2 separate regions of the Ovis aries genome follow, and region 2 is linked to region 1. The links are chromatin contacts, called in public Hi-C maps. All regions are on one chromosome and are shown on one strand. The core of a region is the stretch at or near the end of the contact, and the rest is flanking DNA. Distances in the headings are between cores, read along the strand shown.

Region 1 (6,844 bases), core at 1,232-3,731:
CATTTAGGGCACCTTGTGCTTCAGAGTGTTCATCTCTCTATCCAGGCATGTCTGGCATGTGATAGGTGCTCAATACATTCTTGGTGAATAAATGATATAGAAAATCTGGGAAAACACTGGGTGGGGAAGAGGGGGGAAGCCAAGCTTAAAAGGTCAGTGTAAGGCAATCTTTATCCCTGGTTTCAGAAATACCACTGGTAGGAAATTTACCTAGGTAAATAATTGAGAATGTACTCAAAGATCTAGCTACAAGGCTCATATTTTATTACTCTTTCATTAGCAACATCCTGGGCACAATTTTAAGTCCTTCAACTGGGCTTTGGCTAAATGAATGCATAAAGGAATACTAAATAGCTATTTTAAAACAAGTATGGAAAATATTTAGTGGCATGTCAGGATATTTTATTCAAAGAAAAAAGTTTGTTCAAGGAAAAAAGCAGTGTGTTCAGTCTGATTACATATAATGCCTTACATCAAATTGTCAACAATATTTTCTGGGTATCAGATTCCAATTATTTTTCTTCTTTCTGGTTCTGAAAAAAAAATTCTAAGTTTTCACAATGAGTACTAATAATTTTTATGATTTTTAACAAGGAGGGTTTCTGTTTTTAAAGGACCTTTCATGGTTCTACAACTTCCCTTTGGATCTCCAACTCTACTAAAAGACTATTCATATTCCCAACATTCCAAGGTACCCAAGGGAGAGGGCTGTCCAGACATTTTAGCCTCATTTCATAAAATGGAGCCTTGGAAAGGAAAAACATCTGCTCCAGTGAGTAGTGATTTTAAAACCCAGGCAAACAGAGTGGTCAATTCCCAAGATTTTATGATGTTTTAAGATTTTATGAAGTTAGAAAACTTCCATTAGCCTGTTTCACTTTTCAAGATAGACTCCCCTGAAAATTCTGTGCTAATTCTGAAATGATTTGCCATGGAAGGACTCTATCCCACCCAGGATAGAATCCTAAAGCTAGCATATTCTCTTACTTTAATCTACACTTGCTTGGACATCCACAGCTGGAAACACACATACACACACACACACACACACACACTTCTGGGCTGCAGCTACTCCATTCCACAGCTGGAAACACACACACACACACACACACACACATACACACTTCTGGGCTGCAGCTACTCCATTCCACAGCTGGAAACACACACACACACACACACACACACACATACACACTTCTGGGCTGCAGCTACTCTATTCCACAGCTGGAAACACACACACACACACACACACACACACACTTCTGGGCTGCAGCTACTCCATTCCACAGCTGGACACACACACACACACACACACACACACACACACACACGGGCTGCAGCTACTCCCCAAGTTACCAAAGGGGGCCAGCCCTGGCCAATAGAGAGGCCCAGGAGCTGGGGGTTCCCCTCTCCAGGGGCGCAGGCAGGCTGTGAGCCCAGTGACTCGACTTCCTCCTCTAGCCTTCCCGGAGGTCCCCGCCCACTTCACTGCCACCGGGTCACTGAGGAAGTCACATTCAACTGGCCTCCAGCTGTTCTGAAGCTTCTGAAGGAAAAGCAGGGGGTGCAGGGGTGGCGGGGGGCCAGAGGGTGGGGGGCCCCCGTTGGGGGTGAAATGGAAAGAGCCCTTGTAGGGGCCAAGAGACAAAGCCATAGCTTGGTGTCTGTCACTAATTGAATAGTGACTTGTAAGTGATCATCCGTTGAGTGGATTAAACCTTTCATCTCTCAGAAAAGGGGCTGGCTTAGAATGACTGCGTCCCCACCTCAGTGCTGACGAGGGTGAGTGCCCGTAGGTTCCCGGGGAGCGCTGCAAAAAGTTAGAATTAACATGTGCTGAATTAAGGTGTAAAAAACTCTTTCATGTAATTCTCCAGCAACTCCATATGCTAGGTGTCCCAGATTCCGATACACAGTCTGAAAATAGAGACGCAAGGGCTGAGAAAGGCTTTCCAACCTTTTCCACTTCGTGATATACACGGAAAACATTTTTCTTTTTTAACAGCACAGTAGGGAGAATGTGTGAGCGCCAACCAGAAGCAAACTGCCCCCACCCCCACCCCCCCACCTTAGGAGGAGGGGCTCCGGTTCTCAGTGTACCTGTCCCACCTGTTACCTGTTTTCTGCTCACTGGAATGAAAGCCACGAAGCGCTTGATTCAAGAGAAATAAGATATATCTGATTCAAGTCAGCCCTAGATTTGAGGCGCAGCCCTGCCCTCTTCGACTGAGCAGATCAATAAAGTAACTTGATGTTTTAGACTATTTCCCCACCTCTAAGTGAAGCTCATGATGGTATACGCCACAAAGAGTGACGTGAGTAGTGAATGTGACCAAACGTTTAGCCTCGAGCCCGTACCCACGGACCTCTGAGAAGTGCAGCCCTCGCAGCGCGTCTGCAGCCCCCGCTCCCTGCGCCAAGCCCGGCGCGGGGCTCGGATGAGCTCCGCGCGGCCCCGGGCTGCGCCGGCGCAGGCAGGCGGAGCCCGCGGCCCGGAGGTTCCGGGTTTCAGCGCAGACTTCTGCGTACCCCGCCGGCTGCGTCACCACTCGAAAGGGCAGCCGGGCTGGCGGGGGCGGGGGCGCGGCGCCGCTGGAAGCCCCGGTGCTCTTACGGAAAGTGCGAGCCCGGAGTTCCCAGCCGCGATCGATGCGGCGAGCCGCGTCCCCCGGCGTCGTCTCGGGCGGCAGTTCCCGCTCGCGCTCCGGCCCATCGCAGAGCCCCAGGAAGCGCGCGGCGGTGGCCTCTGCCCGAGAGAGGGGGCGGCCCCCAGGGCGAAGCGAGGCCGGGGCCACCGGAGCTCCGCTGTCCTGACCGCGCCTCGCAGTACCCTGGGGGGAGGTGCGGGGGAGGTGCGGGGAGGGGGCGGTAGTTGGCACTGTGGAAGCCTTCCCCGCTTCTTTCCACCCCCGGACGCCCGCCCGACTCGCCCCATTGCACAATTCGTGCCGTGGAACTGCCGCGTGACTAGGACGGAGCCCAAAGAATGTTTCCCAGGTTTCCCCGGCTGAAAAAGGAGCGGTTGGGTGTCCCGCCCTGTCCCTGAGAGCCCTTTCAATTGCATTTTTTCGGGTGACTGGATTGCCCTTTAAAATGCAGAGGTTGCCCTTTACAAAGAAAAATTCACTAGCCGGCTGGCGTGCCCACTCGGTTGGCGCCGGGTGAAGGAAACTGGCACATTTCTTTTCCTCATGTATAACTTCAGACAGGAAAAGTGTTTGGATCTCCTTGGGGGAGAATTCAGAAGCTGATTTTAAAGTAGGACGGGGAGTGGATACTTCAACGAATTGGAGACAATCTGAAGCTTTCCAAGGGTCATGGAGTTAATCAGCGCTGAAGGCGCATAGTAGGTCCTGAATAAATTAGAGAATGAATGAATATTTGGAGAAGGAATTTAAATGTCTGCCTGTGAACCAATGCTTTCATTTTACAGATGAGGAAATTTATAGTTTACGTGGTTTGCCCAAGGTCACCTACCTAATTAGTGGTGGAAGGCAGGAATAGAAACTGTCTCAACTGGACGACAGAGGATGAGATGGTTGGATGGCATCACCGACTCAATGGACATGACTTTGAGTAAACTCTGGGAGTTGGTGATGGACAGGGAGGTCAGGCGTGCTGCAGTCCAGGGGGTCTCAAAGAGTCAGACATGACTGAGCGACTGAACTGATCAACTGTTTCAACACCAAATACTTGTAATTACCAGATGGGTGTATTTTCCCTCTTTATGAAAGGAAAATGCCTTCTACCATAATTCATATCTGCAAAGTCTTATTCCACACACACTTACTACCCATCTGAAACAAGCAAAACAATCCCCAGATCTAATGTATATAGGCAAATGGTTAAATTTGGAAGTGCCAAAGCAAGATAGGCATTTTTGTCTTATTCCCACATGTACTTTTTAATCACACAAAACATGCCAGTGAACAAACAGTGCTTCTCCAAGATGGTGCAGAAGATACCAGGTTCCCACTGACTCTACTTATGAAAATACAGGGTTTTGGTGTTTTGCGTGGGAACTGCTAAACCTATGAGTGACCATCAATGTTGTTCAGAGACTGGTCAGTTGGTTTATTCAGGCTTGGAATAGATTTGTTGCTCATTTTTCAGAAAAGACAAGCTGCAATCTGTGAGAACGCAAGGGACTTCAATGACAGTCTTGCAGATGGCTGGACAGTTTGTTGTCTTTGAAGTCTCAAGGCTGACCAAGTATACCAAATATCTAATTTAGGGACCAGAATTGCCAAACAAGTAGATGTGAAGATCAAAGGAATCAAAACTGGAAGTGGCAATCATGAGTAAAACTTGATTCTTTTGTGGGTTGTCAGAAATGCTTTCCATGATAATGATTATGATGTAGTTCTTGAGTGTAGATTCTTATCCAAGAAAATGGTGAGTTTTCCAGTGATGGACACAACAGCAGATCACATTATGAAATGTCTCATTTTTTAGGCCAGATACACTCTGAAATGGAACGGTTGTCTTCTCTAATTCTGTTGTCTTCCCTACTCTTCTGGTGGGAACAAACAAATACAAATTGCTACAAAAATATGAAATTTTAGACTTCCAGGTATAATATATTCTGGTTTGATAAGCCTACACAATGTTCATGAAATCAAAGCATTATCTCCTAACATTCTGATAAACCATTCTATTCTTCAGTAATAAAAATGTTGCAATTTAAAAGAAGCATTATATATTTTTCCCATACAGCAATTTCTACTAGGTTATTAAACCTGAACTCTAGAAATACAAATTGTTGGGCCCCTATTACTACCTGAGAAGAGATATCTGATCAAACAAAAACATCCTTCCAAGTAAGATCTTACAAATAATAGCTTATTTGGATGCAAATGATACTTGTTAAATATATCACATTTTTCATTCAATACCATTACATAACTGGTGAGTTTTTTGCAAAGAAAATATCTCAGAACAATTTCAATTGTTATCAACATTAATTAGTTTATAAGATATCAGTTACGGCATAGAATTTTGGAACTGGTTAGGTCATTAGAGAAAAATGCAATTATATTCCTCCTTTTACAGATAAGAAACTGAAGGCTATTGATATTAAGCAGTATACGGAGTTTCTGACATGGTCAGAAACAGAACTGAGGATTCTGATTTGCCATGTGTTTTACGAAATCATCACCATAGCCTTCATTTCATAAGTGTGTAGTTTACACCGTGTGTAAGGCATGGTGCTTGAAACTGGGAATATGGAAAGGTATAAGAAGTGCTCAAAGATTTTTTTATAATCTAACTGGTGATGTAGGCTAATGATTCTCAAACTTTAGTCTGTAGTAATCACATTTGCTGTTCAGTCGTTAAGTTGTATCTGACTCTTTGAGACCCCATGAACTGTAGCACGCCAGGCTTCCCTGTCCTTCACTATCCCCTGAGTTTGCTCAAACTCATGTCCATTGAGTCAGTGACATCATGCAACCATGCCTCGCTGGAAGAAGAATATCCCCATCTACTAGCAGGCATATGAGCAAGAGAGAGCAGTCTTCACAGCTTCTTCACCAGGAGTAGATTCCATCCCAGAAAGCCACTAGCAACTCCTCATCTGTTCAGGTTTTATCCTGAGATTGCAGGATTTTAATCACATATTCATCAGTTCAGTTCAGTCACTCAACTGTGTCCAACTCTTTGAGACTCCATGGACTGCAGCACACCAGGCTTCCCTGCCTATTACCAACTCCTGGAGCTTGCTCAAACTCATGTCCATTGAGTTGGTGATGCCATCTAACCATCTCATCCTCTATCATCCCCTTCTCCTGCCTTCAATCTTTCCCAGCATCAAGGTCTTTTCCAATGGGTCAGTTCTTTGAATCAGGTGGCCAAAGTATTGGAGCTTCAGCTTCAGCATCAGTCCTTCCAATGAATATTCAGAATTGATTGATGCATGGCTACTGGAAAAAGCATAGCTTTGACTAGATGGACTTTTGTTGGTAAAGTAATGTCTCTGCTTTTTACTGTGCTGTCTAGGTTTGTCATAGCTTTTCTTCCAAGGAGCAAGCATCTTTTAATTTCATGACTGCAGTCACCATTCTGCAGTGATTTTGGAGGCCAAGAAAATAAAGTCTGTCACTGTTTCCATTGTTTCCCCATCTATTTGCTATGAAGTGATGGGACCGGATGCCGTGATCTTAAGTTTTGAGGTTTTTTTAAAATTAATTTTTTATTGAAGGATAATTGCTTTACAGAATTTTGCTGTTTATGTCAAACCTCAACATGAATCAGCCATAGGTATACATATATCCCCTCCCTTTTGAACCTCATTCCCATCTCCCTCCCAATCCCAGTCCTCTAGGTTGATACAGAGCCCCTGTTTGAGTTTCCTGAGCCATACAGCAAATTCCCATTGGCTATCTATTTTACATACGGCAATATAAGTTTCCATGTTACTCTTTCCATACATCTCACCCTCCCCTCCCCTCTCCCCATGTCCGTAAGTCTATTCTCTATGTTTCTCCATTGTTAGAGGATCTTAAGTTTTTTGAATGCTGAGTTTTAAGCCAGCTTTTTCACTCCTCTCTTTCACTTTCATCAAGAGGCTCTTTAGTTCCCCTTAGCTTTCTGCCATAAGGGTGGTGTCATCTACCTATCTGAGGTTATTGATATTTCTCCCAGCAATCTTGATTCCAGCTTATGTTTCATGCAGCCTGGCATTTTGCTGATGTACTCTGAATATAAATTAAGTAAGCAAGGTGACAATATACAGCCTTGACATACTCATTTCCCAATTTGGAACCAGTCCCTTGTTCAATGTTCAGTTCTAAGTGTTGCTTCTTGACCTCCATAGAGATGTCTCAGGAGGCAGTAAGGTGGTCTG
Region 2 (7,852 bases), core at 5,335-7,834, 75 kb after region 1:
AAGATGTACCCTGAAGTCATCTTCAGGGATGATGTACTTTTAATGAAAAGTACAAAAAGATTCTGAAACTGGAATTCAAGCTTCAGAATAGTCAACTTATTAAAGCCATGATTCACTCATTTTTTTTCCATGTCAGTCATTAAGTTCTCAAGTTATTTCACCACGAGTGGAACTTGATAGATATTTGAAAATTAATTGTGTTTTCAATTAGGCATTTGCTCGGTTTCAAAGACTCCATTATATGCAAATTAGATATCAGCACAGTACTTCAAATAAGTCAAAGAGATGAATCAACTCTTTAGATCAGCAGAGGTCAGAAAATAGTAGAGTACAGTAAGCCAGCTCAACTGTTAATTTTATACACTATGAAACTGACTATATCTTCAGAAAAGGAATATCCAATAAAATAATCCACCTGCATACAAATTAGAACAACTCTCTAAAGTGCAGAAATATCTAAAAGTTAAAGAAGTCATTGCCTAGGTCTTTGCCAACTAAGGCAATACAGAGTTGAAACAGGAGAGGGCAACGAAGATTAAAAAAAAACAACCTGGAGTCCCTTAACCTAAGGTTACTGGAAATGGTTGCACATTTTCACCCAAATTATAAACATCTGTTACATAAACAAAGATATTGTGATTATTTGAGAATAAAATTTTAAGATAGCTGATACATCAAAGAAGATAAAAAGATTACCACCTAACATTTCCCAGCCACAGTTCTGGTGCTGTCCGCTTTGGAAAACATGAATACTTCCTCTGAGATACTGGAGGGTAGGTAAAGATGGGAACAAATAAATAACTCTGATATACTTAGTAGTTACTGGACCATTCTTTGCATACACTGAGTGGTAGTGCAATTGAACGTCTAAATATGAAGTCAACAGGTATGAACACAAAAGTCTATAATGTACTGCAAAGCTGAAATTCACCCTATTAGTCATGACCAAAAATTAGACAACTAAAGATTTTTGGTGCAAAAAGCAAATTTTGCCTCTATTTCCTCATTTTTCCTCTCATTTCTTTTTCACCTAAATTGTGTGGAAGGGGCAGGGATACAGCAGGGAGCCAAGTGATCAAATAATAATAAAAAGCAAACTACCATTATACTGTGAATCATTAAATTAATATTTTCTCAGAATAATTCTAAAGCAGTTTCAAGGAAGCAAAAGTATGAGTTTTCAAAATTGTATTTTATAAATACTAGTAAACACTTAAAATGTTTTATTTCTCTTGGAAGTTATTTCTTCTACATGTGCACCAAAAACATTTGTCAATAGACACTTCTTTAAAAAAAATTGGATTATTTTAATTTTAAAACAAGTGACGGCAGGTGCTCATGTTACAGTACAAAAGTATACTGCACAGTAAGAGGGAGAAAGGAAGAGTAAAATGCTTTCCCCCAAAGATCAACCTGGTTTTAAACTCAGTTCTTCTATGATGAAAAATGATACAACTGAGAACAATTTCTTCATGATGCATGCACCATTATTATCTAGAAAGTACTACTGGCAAACTGGTATACTAAAAATGTGGTTTTAGACCTTGTGGAACACAAAAAATATGTCATGTCTCACATCAACAGAATGAAAATGAAAACACAATGATTTTGAACTTTTAAGTATCTGATTATATATACCATGAAATAAGCTGCTGGCATGCCAAATATTTGACAATACTGAAAAACTAAAATAGTTCAAATAGTTACTTAATTTAAATCCACCCATCTTTTACTGAAGTGTGATTGTCTTCCTTCCCCAACTTGAAAACTACCATCCAACTTGGTGACATTACAAAATGTGCAAATTTGACCCAACTGTCAAGATGTAAAAATGTACTGTTAACAGAAGATGCCACATGTCAACTACTGCTTTGTCTGGAGGACAGAGAACGTGTATTTGTGTTTCATGGCAAAGCTTTGCTGTTAAGAGTGTTTAAAAACTAACTGGTGTCAAGATTAGTAGGAAACCTGGATTGAGGAGGCTACATATTTTTTTTTTTTCCTTTCTTTAGGAGAAATAAATCAGCTAAAACGTCAAGGAAAAGCCAAGGACAACTGTCTGGTGCCAAGTCAGCCCCAATTCTCACAGAGAAGCATTAACTGGGACTAATTACAGAGGGGGTGACATTGTTTTACCCATTCCAAGCACTGGACTCCAAACAGTCACGCTCCATAACCTCAGCAGGTCACATAGAAAAAAGCTAACACAGAAGGTCTATATTCGGTAATGTTGAGACAGAAAGAGGAATGAAATGATGGGGATTTCAGCCCCCAAAGCTCCAGGAGACTAAGAATCTATAAGCAGCTGGACCATCCTGCTTAATGTTTGATAGAATATACTATTCTAGTCTATGGGACTTTCTCCTTTACACATGTATTCAGCACACACACTTGTAGTCCAGCTGTCAACTTAATTCACTTTTGGACTTTGCTTGAGATTCAATTTTTGCCCCAGATTTTGGATTTCACAGTCTGCACACAAGTCAGCTTTACTTCATTTCACCTTTGTTACCATATTCTTTTAGAATAACCAGTTAGAAATATACCAGCTAACTTCAACTTGATCCACCCCTAGCTAACCATCTCTAAAAACTCTGGTCATCTTCTATTAATCTGGATTTCCTCAGCACTGCATATAGCAATGCTGGGTCTTACTTCTCAAATTCCCGTAACTGACAGCTGAAGGGGGGCCATACCAAAGGCATGCACTGACCTCCACTTCTAGAGCCTTGGGCTGGTGCAAAAACACAAGCACCGTCCTCTCTTCTTCAGAGTCCACCACTCAGGGCTCCTATTCCTACATCTGGAAAAGGAACACATTTCTACTCGTAACACATGGAAAAGGAACATGTTTCTGCTTGTAACACAGGGGTACTGCACTCACCATGACGTGCTGGATCTTAAACTGTGATTTACTGTGGTTCTGTTTACATTTGATTTCCTCAAGTCTACAGTCTTGTTCCTGAAGTCAGAGACTGTTCTCTTTATGTCCCTTCACAAAATTAATCACAGTCCTTCCCACAAAGTGCAAGCTCAACAAATACTTGACTGATTCACGGACAAACTTCTTCATTTCTCAGGGATTCTCTAAATAGGTTATCAACAAAAGTATATACTGAATTCCTCGGTCTATATGTCAACAGGCAAGGTACTTGATAGTTTGTCATCTGTAAAATGAGGGGATAGTACTAAACGCCCAAGTCCCTTCCAGTGTCTTTACTGAACCTCAATAGATAAAACCAAACTCCAAAGATATCAACATTCCATTAAGGTCAACACTATACTTTTTTTGAGAAAAGGGATCAGCAACTTTGTGAGCTTGATTCCCACCAGTGGAGCTATGATGTGCGGGCAGAAAGTGAAAGCAGAGAAAGAGAAAATTTTTAAAAAGTGCATGGTATCACTAAGATGTCACCAGGTGTCACAACTGTAGCACCAAGTGCCACACACTCTTCCCTGGTATAGTTTCGTATTCCCAGAAACCTTTTACAAAAACAGGTCTGGCCAGATATGTGGGTCTCTAAATTTTCTCACGATACCCCTAACTAGCCCTTCCAATACCCTGGACATTTTTACCGACCTTCCTGAGGGAGGCATGCCTCCTGCAGAGAAATCTGCAGGGCTGTCACTATTATACTGTACTTGTACTGTATAATACTTTCTTGTACTGTAATAGTAACTCTTGGGGGTCCCCAAATCCACATGGAAAATAGCAGGGCAAAGTAAATGGTTGACAAACATGAAATAACTGTATTTCCTGCAGTCACCTCTTTGGAAATTAAACCTAAGAAAAAAAGGAGTGATATCATGGACCAGTGCTGTCCCAGATAAGCAAAAAGCAAGTCATGTTTGCAATCTTAGATACTCCAGTAGTCACATTTAAAAAATAAAATAAAAAAAATATAAACTGGTTAAATGACATTAACAACATATTCTCTTAACACAACACACCCAAAGTATTTTCATTGGAACATGTAATCGATATAAACATTATTAATGAGACATTTTACTTTTTTGTACTAAGTCTTTGAAATCCAGGGCATATCTGCACTTAACACATCTCAATTCAAACACTAAAATTTCATCAGAAATAATCTGTAGATTTCATAAAAGTCACAGCTTAAAAAGTAGACACATACACCCAACTTCCAAACATAATGAACTTTTCCAAAACACTGAACACCAATTTTTAATTTAAAAATCAGTTCCTTATCACCCTACCAGATTCCAGGTGCTTGACAGCCACACGTAGCTAGCGGCTACTGCACTGACAGAGGTATAGAAGATCCTGTCACCTGGATTTTTAAAAATCAGAACCCTTCACCCAGAAAGTCACTCTACAGCACTCACTGGTTACTCAAATGATGTCAGGTATTTTCTGCCCTCCTAATCTTTAAGTTGTTAATACATCAGTGATGATCACTTATTAAGAAGCCCTTTCTAAAGAATGAACAACTCTTTCAGCTCTGAGAATTCAGAAAATAAAATAAAATAAAAACGGAAACATCATGATTCAAAGATACCAAGTTAACTTTCAAGGTAAAGGTGGAAAATCCTGCCATCATTATTTCTTTGTCCAGGATATTAGTCACCCTGTAAAAGTTACAGGCCTTGTTTATAGTAAGCCTCTCAACTTCCATACTCACCACAGCTGTCACTGCATCCTCAGACTCCTTGCCTTCAAGTGTTCCCTCCTACCCGCCACCAACCTCCTCTCTCTCCAGCAAACTCCCTGAAACACATTCTAGGAGCCCCTCTTTAATTCATTCCAAAAAGTACTTGTTACTGTTGACATACTGAAACACATGAATAATTCAATAAACGAATCTCAAAACTATTCAATTAATCATTCATCGGCTTAGGTACTCAACTTATCTTGGGAAAAGCTTTTCTGAATACACATGGAAAGTATTGCCAGACCCTTCCCCAAAGGAACCAATTACAAACACCGCAGCTTTCTCTCCGCGTGTCAAAGTTCAGTGTTTCTCCTGCAGCTGACTTAAAAGTTGATCTTCTAAAAGGAGCTGGATTCCTAAGGTAGTTCTATTTTGAGCCTTCTTCCTGTTCTGAAGCTAAAGTTGGAAGGGCTTAGGTGGTGATGTCATGGAAGGGAGACTGCTGGCTTTCATTGAAGGGTCTCCTCCAGCAACTCTGGGGGATGCTCATAAAGGGGACCTAAGGGAGAATGTGCACCTCTCATCGCTTTCTCCCTCTCCTTTCTGAATCCCAGCTATTCATTAGCCAGCAAGAAAACAAGTTCAAATAAGCGTGCAAACATATTTACATATTTTAATTGTTAAGCATCTCAAAAGTGGAAAGACTGAGAATGAAAATGTCTCACACTAGGGAACAGGGGTGACATCTCTTTCCACACCTCCATCCCCACCTAAATATCATAGGACTACAGGCAAAAATGGGGAGCAGCTGATAAGAAGAATAAATAGATTATAAATGCAGGAGGGTTGAAGAGGAAACTGCTGTTGGGGATACTCAGGACAGAAAGAAGACCCCTGGGTCCCTTCTCTTCCACTGTTTCCTCCTCCCTTTTGGAATGGTTAGATTTAGGGCAGGGTGTGCCTTCTGCTTGGGAGGCGTATTTGGCTTCGGAGAACCAAGAGGGGCCAGGGTGGGGCCCAGAGAAAGAGAGCCAGAAACTGGTTACTCAGGCCAGATTCTGGACTAAGCTCTTAGCGAAAGAATAGAGGGGGCAGATTCCATCTTAAGACCCACTGGGGAACGAAGAACGCACACTAAGCCCAAGGAGATCACTTCTTTCTGTCTAAATCCAGCAGTTAGTTGCTGGTTGTGAGCTGCAGGTCCAGAGGCAAGAAAAAATCCCGATACATCTGTAGACAACTTGCAGGGGTGGGTCGGGGGACGCAGGTGGCCACGCAATCGGCAGGTGAAAGCCTGGGATTCTGGGACGGGAGGGCTGGTTAACAGCTTTGGGAAAGCTGGTCGGTTTTTCAGCCCACCTCTCCTCCAAAGCGAGGAATAAGCACAGGTGTGGTCCTTCTCCAAGAAGGTGGTAGCTGGCCTGCGGGTAGCTGAGTGAGGGAAAAGATTCCTCGGAAGGGGTAAGGCAGGGGTTACGCCCATGGGGTCAGCTACGGCGGGGAGCAGGCGATCTTCGCCAAGTCCCCTCCCCCTTCTTGAAAAGCGACCGAGACCGGCATAAATTTCAGCCACGCACCCCTCCTTCCCCAATAATGCTTCTAATAAAAGGAACAGCCTCTCATGCCTACACACACACACACACACACAAACCAACTGCAAGCTCTGGTTGATGGAAATAAACAGGTGAGCCCCAAGAGGAAGCGGGAAAAGATCGGGGATGCGAGCACGAACGTGCGGAGAAATCAAGGCTTCCCCGCCCTCCCTGCACAACCCTCCCCTCTCGCCCCGGAGAATCTGCGTGGCAGGTTGTAAGCTAAAAATGCCACTCAGACAGACCCCCCTCATCTCCCCGCCCCGCGCCCATTCTCCCTCCTACCCCAGGGTCCGGCGTCCCGGCCTCGTGGTAGCGACCGGTGCCCGCGCCGCGCGGGGCTCACCCTCGCCCCGGACCGCCGCCGCGGGGACTCCGGTCTTCCTCTCTCCTCCCTCCCTCCTCCTCCTCCTCCGCCTCCTCCTCGCAGACTCCTCCCGCCGGATCCTTCATGTAAACAACATCCAGGCTCTATTTACAGTCGCCGCCGGACGGCAAGGGACCCACGCCAGCTGCCTGGAAGCAGGCGGGGGTGGGGGAAAAGCGAGTGCGCAACATTTACACACACCCGCCCCGCCCCTCCGCGCCACTGCCCCGCCAGGGGGCCGGAGCGGGACACCGGGGGTCTCCCCGCGCCCCTGTTCAACCTGCGCCTCTCCTGACACCCCAGCGAGGGCCAGAGGTAAACCGCGGAAATACCGATGGGCGAGGTCGCTCCCCCCCCACCCCGCCGCCCCGCAGGGGAAGAAAAAAAACCAAAAACATCCCAACCACAACAAAACCAGCCCAGCAACACCCTCCAAGTCCGTGCGGGGTCCCAGCCCGCCCCGAGCCTCCGCCCCGGCGCCCCGCCGCCTACCCCGAGGTGGCGAGCTGCGTGCAGTCCCCCGCGGAGGCTGCAGGGCGGGCGCCGGGCAGCGGCGCGCCCTCAGCCCCAGCCGCCGCCGCCCGGCCCGCCCCCCGCGCGGCCGCCGAGCCGGCCGAGCCCCGCGGCGGCGTGTGCGTGTGAGGGTGCGCGCGTCGCGGCGGGCCTCGCCAGAACCGCTCTCCTCGCCCCGCGGCTTCCCGTGCTCTCGGGCGGGCGGGCTCGGGCGCCGCGAGACCCGGCCAGGAGCGGCCCGGCCAGCGCTCCACCGCGCCGCAGGGGCGCGCACACGGACGTAGACTCTCGGCGCACCGAGCCCCGCGCGGCCGCACGTCTCCCGCCGGCGCCCGGCTCCGCGCGCGCCCCGCCGCCCCCGCGCCGGGCACGCCGCCCCCACACCCACCTGCGCCCCCGGGGGGGTCCTGGACCCCCCTTTCCTTTGTTCTTCCCGCTATTTGCATGAGGATTATCTAATGACGCAGCAAGGATACAACGTGCTCGCCACAACGTGACCGTCGCCATTTTTCTGTTTTTATTCTATCTCTGCCATGTGATAGATGAGGGGGGGTGGGGGTTGGAAAAGAGAGAGAGAGACTGGATTAAAAAAAAAAAAAAAAAAACTTCCGGGTCTCTTGACCGGGAAGGGAGAAAAACAAAAGGGAGACGAGACACAACTCCACGGGAAGGATGTGTGTGTGTTTGCGTGTGCACGCGTTTGAGCGCCCTTCTGCTCGGAGAAGGGAGGCTCCCGGGGCGGGCCCGGAGCATCCTCCCACCTA

Evidence for each region. A called contact is a pair of places that touch in the nucleus more often than the background predicts.
Region 2: a Hi-C map of liver shows a contact between it and region 1, with 2.7 times the contacts expected there. The contact joins the promoter of JAK1 here to the enhancer-like site in region 1. A contact is called at or near these places in 2 of 16 Hi-C or Micro-C datasets (blood and liver).

What each region holds. Positions count from the first base shown.
Region 1 is chr1:40,576,735-40,583,578 of ARS-UI_Ramb_v3.0, forward strand. The region is part of intron 1 of JAK1 (Janus kinase 1); the gene reads right to left. It also overlaps the pseudogene LOC101102528. Among named protein-coding and RNA genes, the nearest start is that of TRNAG-GCC, 31 kb to the right of the region's middle. Within about 2 kb of position 2,482, at least 52 of the 54 cell types and tissues checked have an H3K27ac peak or open chromatin away from gene starts, as enhancers often do. A contact at or near this core is called in liver, where this site is marked.
Region 2 is chr1:40,647,882-40,655,733 of ARS-UI_Ramb_v3.0, forward strand. JAK1 (Janus kinase 1) reads right to left here and starts at 6,585. Exons shown (of 26, transcript XM_060410592.1): 1 at 6,494-6,585.